2 separate regions of the Mus musculus genome follow, and region 2 is linked to region 1. Evidence: chromatin contacts called from public promoter capture Hi-C data. All regions are on one chromosome and are shown on one strand. Each heading gives the region's core, a stretch centred on a gene start, on an enhancer-like site or on the middle of the called end of the contact. The rest is flanking DNA. Distances are from core to core; before and after follow the strand shown.

Region 1 (5,562 bases), core at 2,323-4,822:
CCTTCTCACTCCTAGTTCCCATCTTTTGCTCTGCAGGGAAGCCTCCCAGGCCACCAGAGCAGAGAAACTGAGGGAGGGAGCCACCCTGCTGCAAAGGCACCCCTTGATCTTGTCCACTAGCTTGGGGTCTTACGCCATACCTTTGACACACAGGCATGTGCCCTGCTCTGTACTTAGGAGCCACCTACCTCCAGAACCGGCAGGGCCACCTCAGACCCTAAGGCTAAGAGCAGACTAGACTACCAGGTTAGATTCATCTCTCAGCCTGGAACACAGCAGGGGCTGTTAAAGGATTGAGGTGACAGCCTAGCTTAGTCATTGCTGCCTTCTCCTTTATGTCCCCAGAACCACTGTGGGGAGGACTTAAAGATCCCAAGGAGAGACTTCCAGGCTCATCAGGAGAGTGGCTGGCCATGGGTCCTTTGTCTCTGTGCACAGCCCCCCACCCCCTTCCCCTGCCATAACTCTTCTGATGGCAGTAACTCCCGCCACCCAGCCTTATCAGTCTGCCCAGCTGAGATGCAGGTCCTTAAATTAAAGGACCCCTCACATTGCCATTGTATCAGCTGATGGATGCTGTAGCCAGTAGGGTGTGCAGTTGAGGGTTCTGCTCCCTCTCTTGCCCCACCCCCACCCCTCACCCTTCAGTGTGTGTCCAGAATACTGTCAAGTTGATTATCACATGTGGATGCTCTGTCTGTAGACCTCCTGAGTTCATGACCCCCTCACGTAGCACAAGGTCAGGATGACAGCGAGGGTGGACAGTCTTGGAGGAGGTCCTGGAGCTGTGGTCTTGTCCTGGCTCCGTGCTTGGCACCTCAAGGCTACCATCCCCTCTCCAGGACTCAGTTTTCCTAGGCTGGACTAGAGGATCCCCTGTTGCAATCTATTACAGGGAAGCCACCAACATCCCACCTCTGTTGGCCTGGGGGCTTCTGGGTGCCCAGGATTGATGAAGTTCAAGCGATAACTTGCCATGCCTGTTCCTGCCCGTGTGGCCTGGGTGCCTGGGTGTGACCTCACAGTGGCCTTTAACCCTGTGGACAATTGCTCCTTTGGAAGGTTCCCTGGCTTGGCTCTGTTTGAGGGGTGCTGACCCCAAATTCCTACCCCTCCCTTCCCTGTTTAGGCCTGGGATTCTGCCATTACTCAGCACCTGGATGGGAGGGGGGATGGGCCCTAGTAAGCCCCCTGAATTGTGGGGTAAAGAGATGGAGGCTTGCTTTCTTTAAAGGCACAGCTTGAGAAGATCAGCCAATTGACTTGACGGCTGGTGGGCAGAGAGGGTCCCCAGTATTCAGCAAGAGGGCAACAAGCCAGACTGTCTGATCAGAGGGAGCCGCTGGACTTCCTCTGGGACTAGCAGACTGCTGCTCCATCCGGCCTTTGCATACGCCAGTCCCTTTGCCTGGTGTGCGGTCCCCACCCCACACACTTTTCCTTCAGCTTAGTCAGGCTTGACTGGGAGTCTTCCTTCCCCATCCCTGTTAGCCGCCATCCCCAACCCTCAGCCCCATAGACCTCGTCCCCATCTGTGTCACCACCGGTTGGCTTGGCCACTGACCTTTCTCCTAACGTCACCCCACACACACCCCCAGGCCATGGGATTGCTATGAACTGAGGTGCCTGCCTGAGGGAGACCAGGGCTGATTTGATTCCTGGAGGAGGATGAACAAGAGGGTGGGCAAGAAAGACAAACTGGAGGAGGTCTGGGGGCTCAGCTGGAGCTTTCACCCATGGAGACCTTTCTCTGTCCTCAGTCAACCGTGAGCTGGTACGGAAGGCCTGCGGGAAGAGCCATCTGGTGGTCCACAGTAGCATGGAGCCTGACGTGGGCCTACTGCGCCTCTACCCTGGAATTCCCGCCTCCCTGGTAGGGAAACCTTAGAGCCTTCTGTCCTACAGTGCCCTCCACGGCTCCCGTGCCCTCATACCTCCAGGGCTCCCTGGAACTGTGGTCTTACTTCCCTGCACCCTGGTGGCCTTGCTCAGGCCAAGGTCTTCACAGAGCGATGGCTTTACCCGTTTGGGCAGCCTTGCCTTCTTAGTTGAGCTCCGCTCTTCCTGGGATGAAGTCTTGATTGATTGAAGGTGGGAGGCTGAGCATCTGGGCTGGGTATGGGCTTGTGGACACATGGGGATGTGTGTGGTCACCTGGTGCCACCTTTAGGATGCCACTCTGAGGCTGGCTGGGAGTGTCCCCAGGGACTCTGCTTTCTACTGTTCCTGCTTTCTTTCTGGCCAGGTCTTAGAATGTAGCTCAGGCTGGCCTGATTGTACTCCTCCCACCCCACCCACCGCTGCCTCTCTCTCTGCCTTTTCTTTTTCTTCCTGTCTTCAGCCCTCTGAACTGGCTCTTCTTGTGATGTCTGCGGTGCCCCCCTTACCTGTTACAGCTGATAGGACACAAAACTCTCCTCTGTCCTTGAATGTAGTTGTCCTGCCTGGAGGAGTCTGGGCAGGGCCCATTCTGAGGGTCTTCAGTGTCAGGAGCCCTGGTTCTCTAAGCTAACACTGGAGGGGTAGGGGGAATTATTGAGGCTCAGCTCGCCCCACAGTCAGAGAGACCCTGCTTACCATGAGAGGGAAGTCAGATAGTTAGGAAGCCTATAGGATAAGCCCTGTTGTTCTTTCCAGTGAAAACACTCCCAAATCTGTGCTCCCTGCCCAGGTCCGGACCTTCCTCCAGCCCCCACTGAAAGGCGTGGTCATGGAGACCTTCGGCTCTGGGAATGGGCCCACCAAGCCAGACCTACTACAGGAGCTTCGGGTGGCGGCCGAACAAGGCCTGATCATTGTCAACTGTACCCATTGCCTTCAGGGGGCTGTGACTTCGGACTATGCATCTGGCATGGTAGGGGTGGAAAGTGGGCCTGGGACAAAGGGAGGGTATCTGGACTCTGCTTCCCTTTCGCTGTGGCGGTCCCAGGGCCAGCCTCCTTTCCTGGTTCCTCTACAGGCCATGGCAGGAGCTGGCATAGTCTCGGGCTTCGACATGACATCAGAGGCTGCCCTGGCCAAACTGTCCTATGTGCTGGGCCAGCCAGGGCTGAGCCTGAATGACAGGAAGAAGGTGGGTGTACCCTTGGGACTCGGAGCACTCCCGAGAGCACATGAATACCTGCTGACTACTGAGAGGGCTAGGAGGAGTGTCTGTGTTCTGGAAGTGGAAGGGAAGATAGGGCCAGTGCTGACCCAGTTCATCCAGGCCACACCCTAGCCTTCTCTGGGGAGTCTTGGATTCTGGGTACCAGTTCAGTATCCCTCCCCCACTGCTCCTGACACCCTGCCCTGCCTCCCACTTCCTACAGAGCGCTCCAGGCCTGTAGGCTGCCAAGCCCTGGCTGAAGTCTTAGGAAACCTAGAGTTTTTAGGGAGAGAGGGCAGTGTTAGCCTTCTGTGGGCATTGTGGGTCACACTAAGCCCTTGCAGGGTGTCACAGAGGTGGAATATCAGACCTCTGTCAGGCCCAACTCCCTGTGGGATCCAGGTCATTCCAAATAGTCTGGACTCCCCGGTCCGGTGGTGGCTAAGCCTCCATATCCTTCTGTTCCAGCTGCTGGCCAAGGATCTTCGTGGGGAGATGACGCTGCCTGCAACAGATGTCTTGCTGCAGGATGGCATGCTGGGCTGCAGGGTAGCTTGGCTTCTCAGTATGAATGGCAGCCAGGTACCAGCTGCGTTGTGTGGGAGTGGCAGGGTGAACACACTCGGGGGATGGCAGAACCTACCATCCATCTCCTGTACTGTCATTCTGGCCTAGGAGGGGACCAGGAAGAAGCTCTGGGGTGCATGGTGAGGACTTAGAGGGATTTCAAGGCAGAGTCAGGAAAGGGACCTGTCTGTTGTGTGGAGATAGAAAAGATGGAGCCGCCAAGCAGGGGCTGCTGTGGTCAGGACACGTCCTGCTGGCTTGGACCTCAGACTGGGGTGAGCTTAAGCAAGGTGGGATGCTGTCTGTCCTGCTGTCTGTCCTGGTGCTGAAGAGTCAGGGCTGACTGGGGTCTCTTCAGGACTCTGAGCTAAGGGTTCCAGGCTACACACGGGCACCTTGGAATGTGGTCTAACCCCCAAGCTTTCCTCTGCCCTCAGTACTTGAGTGCGCAGACCCTAGCAGGGGTGAGGAAACAGAGGGCCCAGGAGCCCAGCAAGTGGCTCCTGCAGAGTTACCTTATGAGCCAGGTGGCTAATGACTCCTTGTTGCCTGTGGGTATGGCCCGTCATTAGGGTGACTGTGTGATGAGGTTCCTCGTCCCTCTAGGGCCCTGCTGGCCTGAAGCTGTGATTAGGGCCAGCATGGACGCTGGACAAAGTGGCACTTTGAAGACTTTCCAGGGCCTTGGAGGACCCCTGGGGGACTGGGCAGTGGGACGGTAGCCCTTCCAGGAATACTGTGCATTGATGCCTTTCTGATGTGTGTGGGGGAGGGGGGACCCTGCACCATTTCTCATGCTCTCCCAAGGAATGACCTGTGACTCTTCCTGTCTGCAGCGGAGGGAGGCAGAAAATGGAACAGATAGCAGATAGAGGGAAACAGGTGGTAGCCTGGTCTCTGCTTCCAGGCTGTGGGGGCAGGTGGGCACGGGGACTCCTGCCAGAGCCCTCCAGTGGGGTGATTTGGGTACCTTCCTCCTGTGGAGAGATGGGTTCACATAGACAAGGTACTGCTGGCTCTTTCTGTTCTTATCCTGTGAATACTCAGTGCCTCAAAGCATGGCAGTGGCCCATGTCACCATTGCCTTTTTGTCAGGAGGCTGATACCATGAAGGATGTTCTTCTGCCCGGCCTGGCCCTGGCTGCAGCTCACGCTGGTGACCTGGACACCCTGCAGGCCTTTGTGGAACTGGTGAGTTCCCCACTGAGGGACCAAGCTAGTGGGTGGGACGCCGCTCACACGGGCAGAACACCCTCCCCAGGTGTTCTCACTAATGCTCCTAAGCCACACTGGGCAATGGGGCCTGCATCCCAGCCCCAGGGCCTTGCTGGAAGATGGTGTAGGGGTGGACCTGTGAACTCTCATCCTTCCAGTCCTCTAGGTGGTTCACCTGACCTGTCCTAGCCCTGTTTTGAGGCCTTGTGCCCTTGTGTCATCCTAGGACAGAGACCTAAACCTGAAGGACTATAGTGGTCAAACCCCACTGCATGTGGCTGCACGGAGGGGCCATGCCGCAGTGGTTACCATGCTGCTGCAGAGGGGTGCGGATGTGGATGCCCGTAATGAGGATGGTCAGAGCCCACTATTGCTGGCCGTGAGGGGCAGGTACCAGGGGCCTGGGTGCTGCCATGGGCATGTGGGCAGCTGCACGGCGGACGCTTGTCTGATGGGGACAAAGATCGGGTGGAACACAAACAGGGTCAGTGAAGGAGGCATATTTCCGTGGGGCAATCTGGAAGGGCTACATGGAGGAGGTGGCCTCAGAAGACGCTGGCAGTGTCTCCGAAAGGAGAATACCGCTGACGAAGTGTGAGGAGTTCCTGGTGACCTCCAGTCATCCGTGTTTCCCAAGATCTGGCAGAAAAAAAGCTGGCAGAGGGGCTGTGACAGGCATAGGTGACCTGGGT
Region 2 (5,511 bases), core at 1,020-3,519, 330 kb after region 1:
CACCTAGGAGACACACCTCCAGGAGACTCAGAAGGTGTTTTCTGAGAAGTTAAACTGGGTAGGGAAGACCCACTCTGAATGTAGGCAGCAAAGGTCACTTTCTCTACTTCCTGGTCACCATGCTTGACCTAGCCATACCCACCATGCCTTCCTCCCCATCATGGACTTCATTCAACTGAACTGTGAACTGTGAGCCAAAATAAACCCTTCCTCCCTTGGGTTGCTTTTTGTCAAGCATTTAATCACAGGAAAAGTAACAAACAAACAAACAAACTTACAGGGTGTGGTGGTTTGAATACCTTTGGCCCCATAGATTCATGTATTTGAATGCCTGGCCATAGAGAGTAACACAGTTAGAAGGAGTGGCCTCACTGGAGGAGGTGTGGCCTTGTTGGAGGGTGTCACTGCGGAGGAGGGCTTTGAGGTCATATATATGCTCAAGCTCCACCCAATAAAAAAGACCAGCTGCTCTCCAGACATCCTCCAGACCTTCACCATGACACTGGAACTGCCGAGGCATCCAGACTTGTGAACTGAGGAGCCACCAGGCCCTTGGCCTCTGCAGCATGCAAATGGCCATTCTAGGACTACTCAGCTCATACCATGTAAGGCAATGTAATAAATTCCCTTTTGTAAGATGCAGATATCAGATCTGTTCTTCTGAACTTCCCTACATTGCAGTAACACGAGTTCATATTGATGTTCCAGCCAGTTCCCTGCCTCATGGATCACTCTGTCTCCTTTCTTTGTCTGCTGCATCAGGAGAAAGAAGCCTGACTCAACCTGTACCGTCCATTCAGTCTTTCAACTTGTGTGTGTGTTGGGGGGGGGGTGGACTGGTGTCCCTGGAATCTCCACTCCTGTGGAAGCACATTGCCAAATGATCTGCGGGGGGTGTGGTGCCCTCTTGCCTTTAGTTTTACAGATTCTATTTACTTCCCAAGTGGCCTTGGCAGTCCCTGCTCTGCTCCTGCAGTGAACCCGATCTACACACACATGAGCAATGTCACTAGGTGCAGCGCTAGGCCCATCCTAAGATTCCTTATATCCTAAGTAATGGGATCCCTCTCCCTCTCCCTCTCCCTCTCCCTCTCCCTCTCCCTCTTCCTTCCTCTCCCCCATCTCTCACTTCCTTCTCCCTCTCCCTCTCCCTCTCCCTCTCCCTCTCCCTCTCCCTCTCCCTCTCCCTCTCCCTCTCCCCCCTCCCTCTCGGTTATTTTCATGTGTATTAGCGTTTTGTCTGCAGGTTTGTCTGTGCATGTCTGGCGCTTGCTAGAAGATGATACTGGATGCGCTGAAACTGGACTTACAGACAGTTGTGCACTGCCATGTGGATGCTGAGAATCGAACCTGGGTCCTCTGGAAGAGCAGCCAGGGCTCCTAACCACTGAGAACTATTCTCAGTCCCCTATGTAACATTTTAACACGCACATTGAATAGTTGCCCTTGGCTACAGAGTCAGTCCTGTGCATTTTGAAAAATGTAGCAGACCATGCTTCCCTGGGCACAGAACGTCTTCATGGCTGGCTTCCATCTTGATCCCTCTCTTCTCCTTTGTACAGTTTGAATCTGAAATCCCCACAATCTTGTGTTTTTTAACATCTGCTACCCAGTTGGTAGAACGTTTTTGAGAGACTGGAACATTTAGGAGGTGGGGCCTGACTGGCAGAAGTAGTTAACTGGGGTGTGCACCTTTGAAGGTGGCCCCCACTTGTGCTGAGTTCTCTGCTTTCTGATCCACTGTGAAGCAAGAGGCGTCTGCAGCACACAGAACCAAGAGCTCCACCATACCTTCCTGCTGTAATAGACCCCAACCTAGAATACAAGCTTCGTCTTTTAACTGTGTTGTCGCAGTGATAAGAAAGCTAACACACTCCTCAGTTCTCGGAAGCCTCGGGTCTCTTCTGAGCATGATTTCACCTTTTGCAAAGTGACAAAGTTGGAGTCTTTAAAGAGTTGGGGTTTTTTGATTAGTGTGTGTGTGCCTGATGTGTGTGCATGTGCACACATGCCACAGTGTGCATGAAGAGGTCAAAGGGCAGCCTAGCTCCCTCCCTCCACCTTTAGCTGAGTCCTGGGACTTGAACTCAAGTCTCCAGTCTTCCACCTCAAAAGCGGAGAAGACACACTCAGAACGATCTCGCACGCAGCCTCTTCAGACTGGCTTCTGTGCCCGGCTGTGTGTTTCTGTGCCCTGGGGACTAGTGTTGGCTCTTTCCTGGGTGCTCCCTCTATAGATGCGGGGGTGTTTACCTCTGCACCTGCTGGCGGCCTGAGGCTGCTTCCTGTTGGAGCGCTTGTGAAGAAAGCTGGTGTAAACATTCATGTGGAGCCCTTTGTGTTGACGTAAGTTTTCAAATCAGTCAGATGAACACAGAGAGCAGTTGCTGGGTCTTCTGGCAGGAGAGTGTGTACTTTGTAAGAAAATGCCAAACTAGTTTCCACAGTGGCTGTACCACGCTGCACCTCACCAGCCGTGCCCAGTCATTCCTGTCGCTTGACATGCTCAGTCAGGGCTGGCAGTTTTGTTAAGTTTTTGTTTTGTTTTGGGTTTGGGTTTTTTTTTTCCCTTTTAATCTGTGTGTGGTGGCATCTCTGTGTTTGAATTTGCAATTCCATCGTAACAAACGGCTGTGAACGCCTTCTCACGTGCTCACTCGCCATCTGTCTGTCCTCTGTGGTGAGCTGTCTCTCCAGATCTCTCCCCATTGTTAATCAGGCTGTTTGTTTTCTGATTGCTTCGTGCCGAGGTTTCTTTGTAGAATTTCTAAGTGCAACATGAGAGGTTGAATATACAAAATGGACAGGACGTGTATATAAACACTTTAACCCACAGCCCGAGGCCAGCAGCCTGGAAAACAGATCTCTTTCCACTCCAACCAGCCAGGAAGCCTCCTGCTGTATGCTGGGCTTTCAGAAAATTAGGTCAGCAGCAACAGGAAGCCACACAATAGACTCTGTAACTATCGGTACAGACAGCCGGACTCGATTACATGGAAGCTTCCATGATCTTGTTCCCCACTTTCCGCCCAGAACCCAGGACCAGCCTTCCCACAGAGGGCCCATCCCAGAGGCTGGCTGCATGCATCCCAGGCCGGCAGCCCCCACGGGACATCTCCAGTCATGTTATTACCTGCCCTCACTTTTCAACAGTGCCTTCCAGAGGTGACCTGCCCACAGAGCGGGCAGCCCAAGCAGGACACCCTTCCATGCCCTCTTCTCGTTTTCCAAGAGCACATTTACATTATTCAAAGCCCATTTTCCTTCGAGGGTCAAGCTTTGGGGGAAGTGTCGGGATGGTAACTGCATAGTATTCTGTATCCACCTTGTTGCTGGCTCAGTGGCCTCCCTGTCCTGCATCTTGCATTAGCGTATGGGCTGAGTTTGGGCTGAGATGTTTCCCTTTTGGTCAAATCTGGATCAGGTTGCTCTGTTGGGGTTAGGGTCACAGCAGTTCCATTTACACAGAATGGAGCCATCCCCAGGAACATAGAGACCTGGGGATCCTTGCGCAGAAGCAAGGAGCTTTCCTGAAAGCCACGGATTTGGGGCAGGGCAGCTGTCCTTCCTTGAGCTCACTGCACACAGAACAGCCAGAGTCGGGGTACCACGGTGGACAGGAGCATCAAAACCATTCTCCTGTCCCCAAATCAGACAGAGCCAGGGACTACGGACAGCACACTCATGGGTCACTGAACACCAGCTTGTCCTGGCATCTTCAAGACTGTTCTCATCTGAGAGTGACTGCTCTGAGGACAGGCAGTAGTGCCTGCAGACACTCTTAGTTGTCACACGGAAGGAGTGCTGCGTGGAGCCGCACAGAAAATAAACACGCATGCGCGCATGCGCAAGAGAAACTTCATAGTTCACCCCAATTTTTTAAAGCTTATTTTATGTGTATGGATGTCTTGCTTGCATGTATGTGTCCACTGTATGTGTGTGCAAGCACACTGCTTGTGTGTTGAGTGCCAGAAGGGGCCAGAAGGTGGTGCTGGATCCCTGGGACTGAAGTTACACGTGGTGGGCTGCCACGTGGGCTCTTGGAACTGAACAGGGTCCTCAGCAAGAGCAGCCAGTGTTCTGAACGCTGCGCCACCTTGTGGTGGTTTGAATATGAATGCCCCTCGTAGGCTCATCGATTCAAATGCTTGGTCACTAGGGAATGGCACTATTTGAAGGGATTAGAAGGTGTGGCCTTATTGGGGCAGGTGTGACCTTGTGGGAGGAAGAGTGTCCCTGAGGATGGGCTGAGGGTTTCAGAAGCCCAAGCCAGGCCCAGTGGCTCTCTCCCCCTGCCTGCTACCTGAGGATCCAGATGTAAAACTCTCAGCTACGTCTCCAGCTCTGTGAGCACACTGCTTGGTACAGTGTATCAAGGTTGTCCTTGAGTTTCTCAAATGACGATTTCTCTGTCCCCATATATTGTCTCTTGCTGAACACAGCCTTGTAATGCTTATACCAAGAATCCCCTGTCTCCACTTTGTGAAACAATTCTTACCATTTGCTCTCTGACCTGTCAATAACTGTTGATGACCCAATGGCTGGGCAGAAGACAGAAAAGGGTAGCTATCTGCCAGCCAGGGGGAGGAGGGAGAGAGAGTGAGGAAGGGGAGGGAGATTCAGATCAGCCCTGAGGAGGAGAGGGTCTGAAAAGACACCATGAGAAAAAACATCTGAAGCCCAAAGATCCAGATCAATAATAATATGCAAGTATCCTGGGATGGGGCTGGGAGGGAGCCAGATTAGCTTAAGGGTTATTATAAATCTTTTATCTGCCCAGTATTGAGGTGTAGATTGAAACAAATCTTGATTTCTCTGTGTGGTTATTGGGGTAAGAAACCCAGTCGCCAGGTTAATTCATTACTCACACTATATTACAAATAATTCATTTTATACAGCTCCACGTCTGTCTGGGCGCTGCTATGCTCCTTACCATGAGGATAATGGACAAAGCCTCTGAAAGCGCAAGCAGGGCCCAGTTACATGCGCTCGCTCCTTCATAAGCGTTGCCGTGGTCATGGTGTGTCTTCAGGCAATAGAACTCTGTTAGGACACATCTCCCCTGCCCCCTGCTGTTGCTGACTCCGTTCTGGCAGTCTGTACCTTCAAGGAATATGCTCATTTCATAAAAGTTACCAAACACAATGGCATAAAATTCTCAACAGTCTTCATTATCCTTTTAATATTTGTAAAAACCCTGCAGTGAGCTCACCTTCCTTATTCCTAAGCTGAACAATTCTCCCTCTCGCTCCTTGCTGACGGATGTGACCTAAGTGCCGCTATGCTCCCCACCATGGGGTTATGCAGCCATATCAGGGGTCCTGCCTGCCTTCCTGTTTTCTCCGTTGCTTTCTACTCTGTGGGTCTCTGACCTTTGCTGTCTCTGTCTGCTGCTAGCCCTGAGTTCGGGCTCTTGTTTGTCTGGTTCGGTTTGGTTTTGGAAGGCAGGCTGGGGCGCTTGGGTTCACACATTCTTTCTTTTTACAGAGTCGTGAGATCCCAGTTTCTCTC

What was found. Capture Hi-C pulls out chosen DNA fragments and counts their contacts.
Region 2: a contact with region 1 is called in a promoter capture Hi-C map of adipose tissue. The contact joins two enhancer-like sites. A contact is called at or near these places in 8 of 39 promoter capture datasets (the C10 cell line, the HPC-7 cell line, the SN4741 cell line and 5 more), 1 of 15 datasets of contacts at CTCF or cohesin (embryonic stem cells), 5 of 484 Hi-C or Micro-C datasets (the HL-1 cell line, cerebral cortex, embryonic stem cells and 2 more), 10 of 115 datasets of contacts at active chromatin or transcription factors (craniofacial prominence, embryonic basal ganglia, embryonic forebrain and 7 more) and 2 of 9 other capture datasets (adipose tissue and liver).

Annotation. Positions count from the first base shown.
Region 1 is chr12:112,118,194-112,123,755 of GRCm38.p6, forward strand. It overlaps Aspg (asparaginase), which reads left to right. Exons shown (of 15, transcript NM_001081169.1): 7 at 1,761-1,873; 8 at 2,672-2,854; 9 at 2,960-3,073; 10 at 3,557-3,670; 11 at 4,751-4,846; 12 at 5,097-5,260. Among named protein-coding and RNA genes, the nearest start is that of Mir203, 9.9 kb to the right of the region's middle. Within about 2 kb of position 3,573, at least 6 of the 459 cell types and tissues checked have an H3K27ac peak or open chromatin away from gene starts, as enhancers often do. A contact at or near this core is called in adipose tissue, where this site is marked.
Region 2 is chr12:112,447,027-112,452,537 of GRCm38.p6, forward strand. No RefSeq gene overlaps it. Among named protein-coding and RNA genes, the nearest start is that of B020018J22Rik, 14 kb to the left of the region's middle. Within about 2 kb of position 2,270, at least 51 of the 459 cell types and tissues checked have an H3K27ac peak or open chromatin away from gene starts, as enhancers often do. A contact at or near this core is called in adipose tissue, where this site is marked.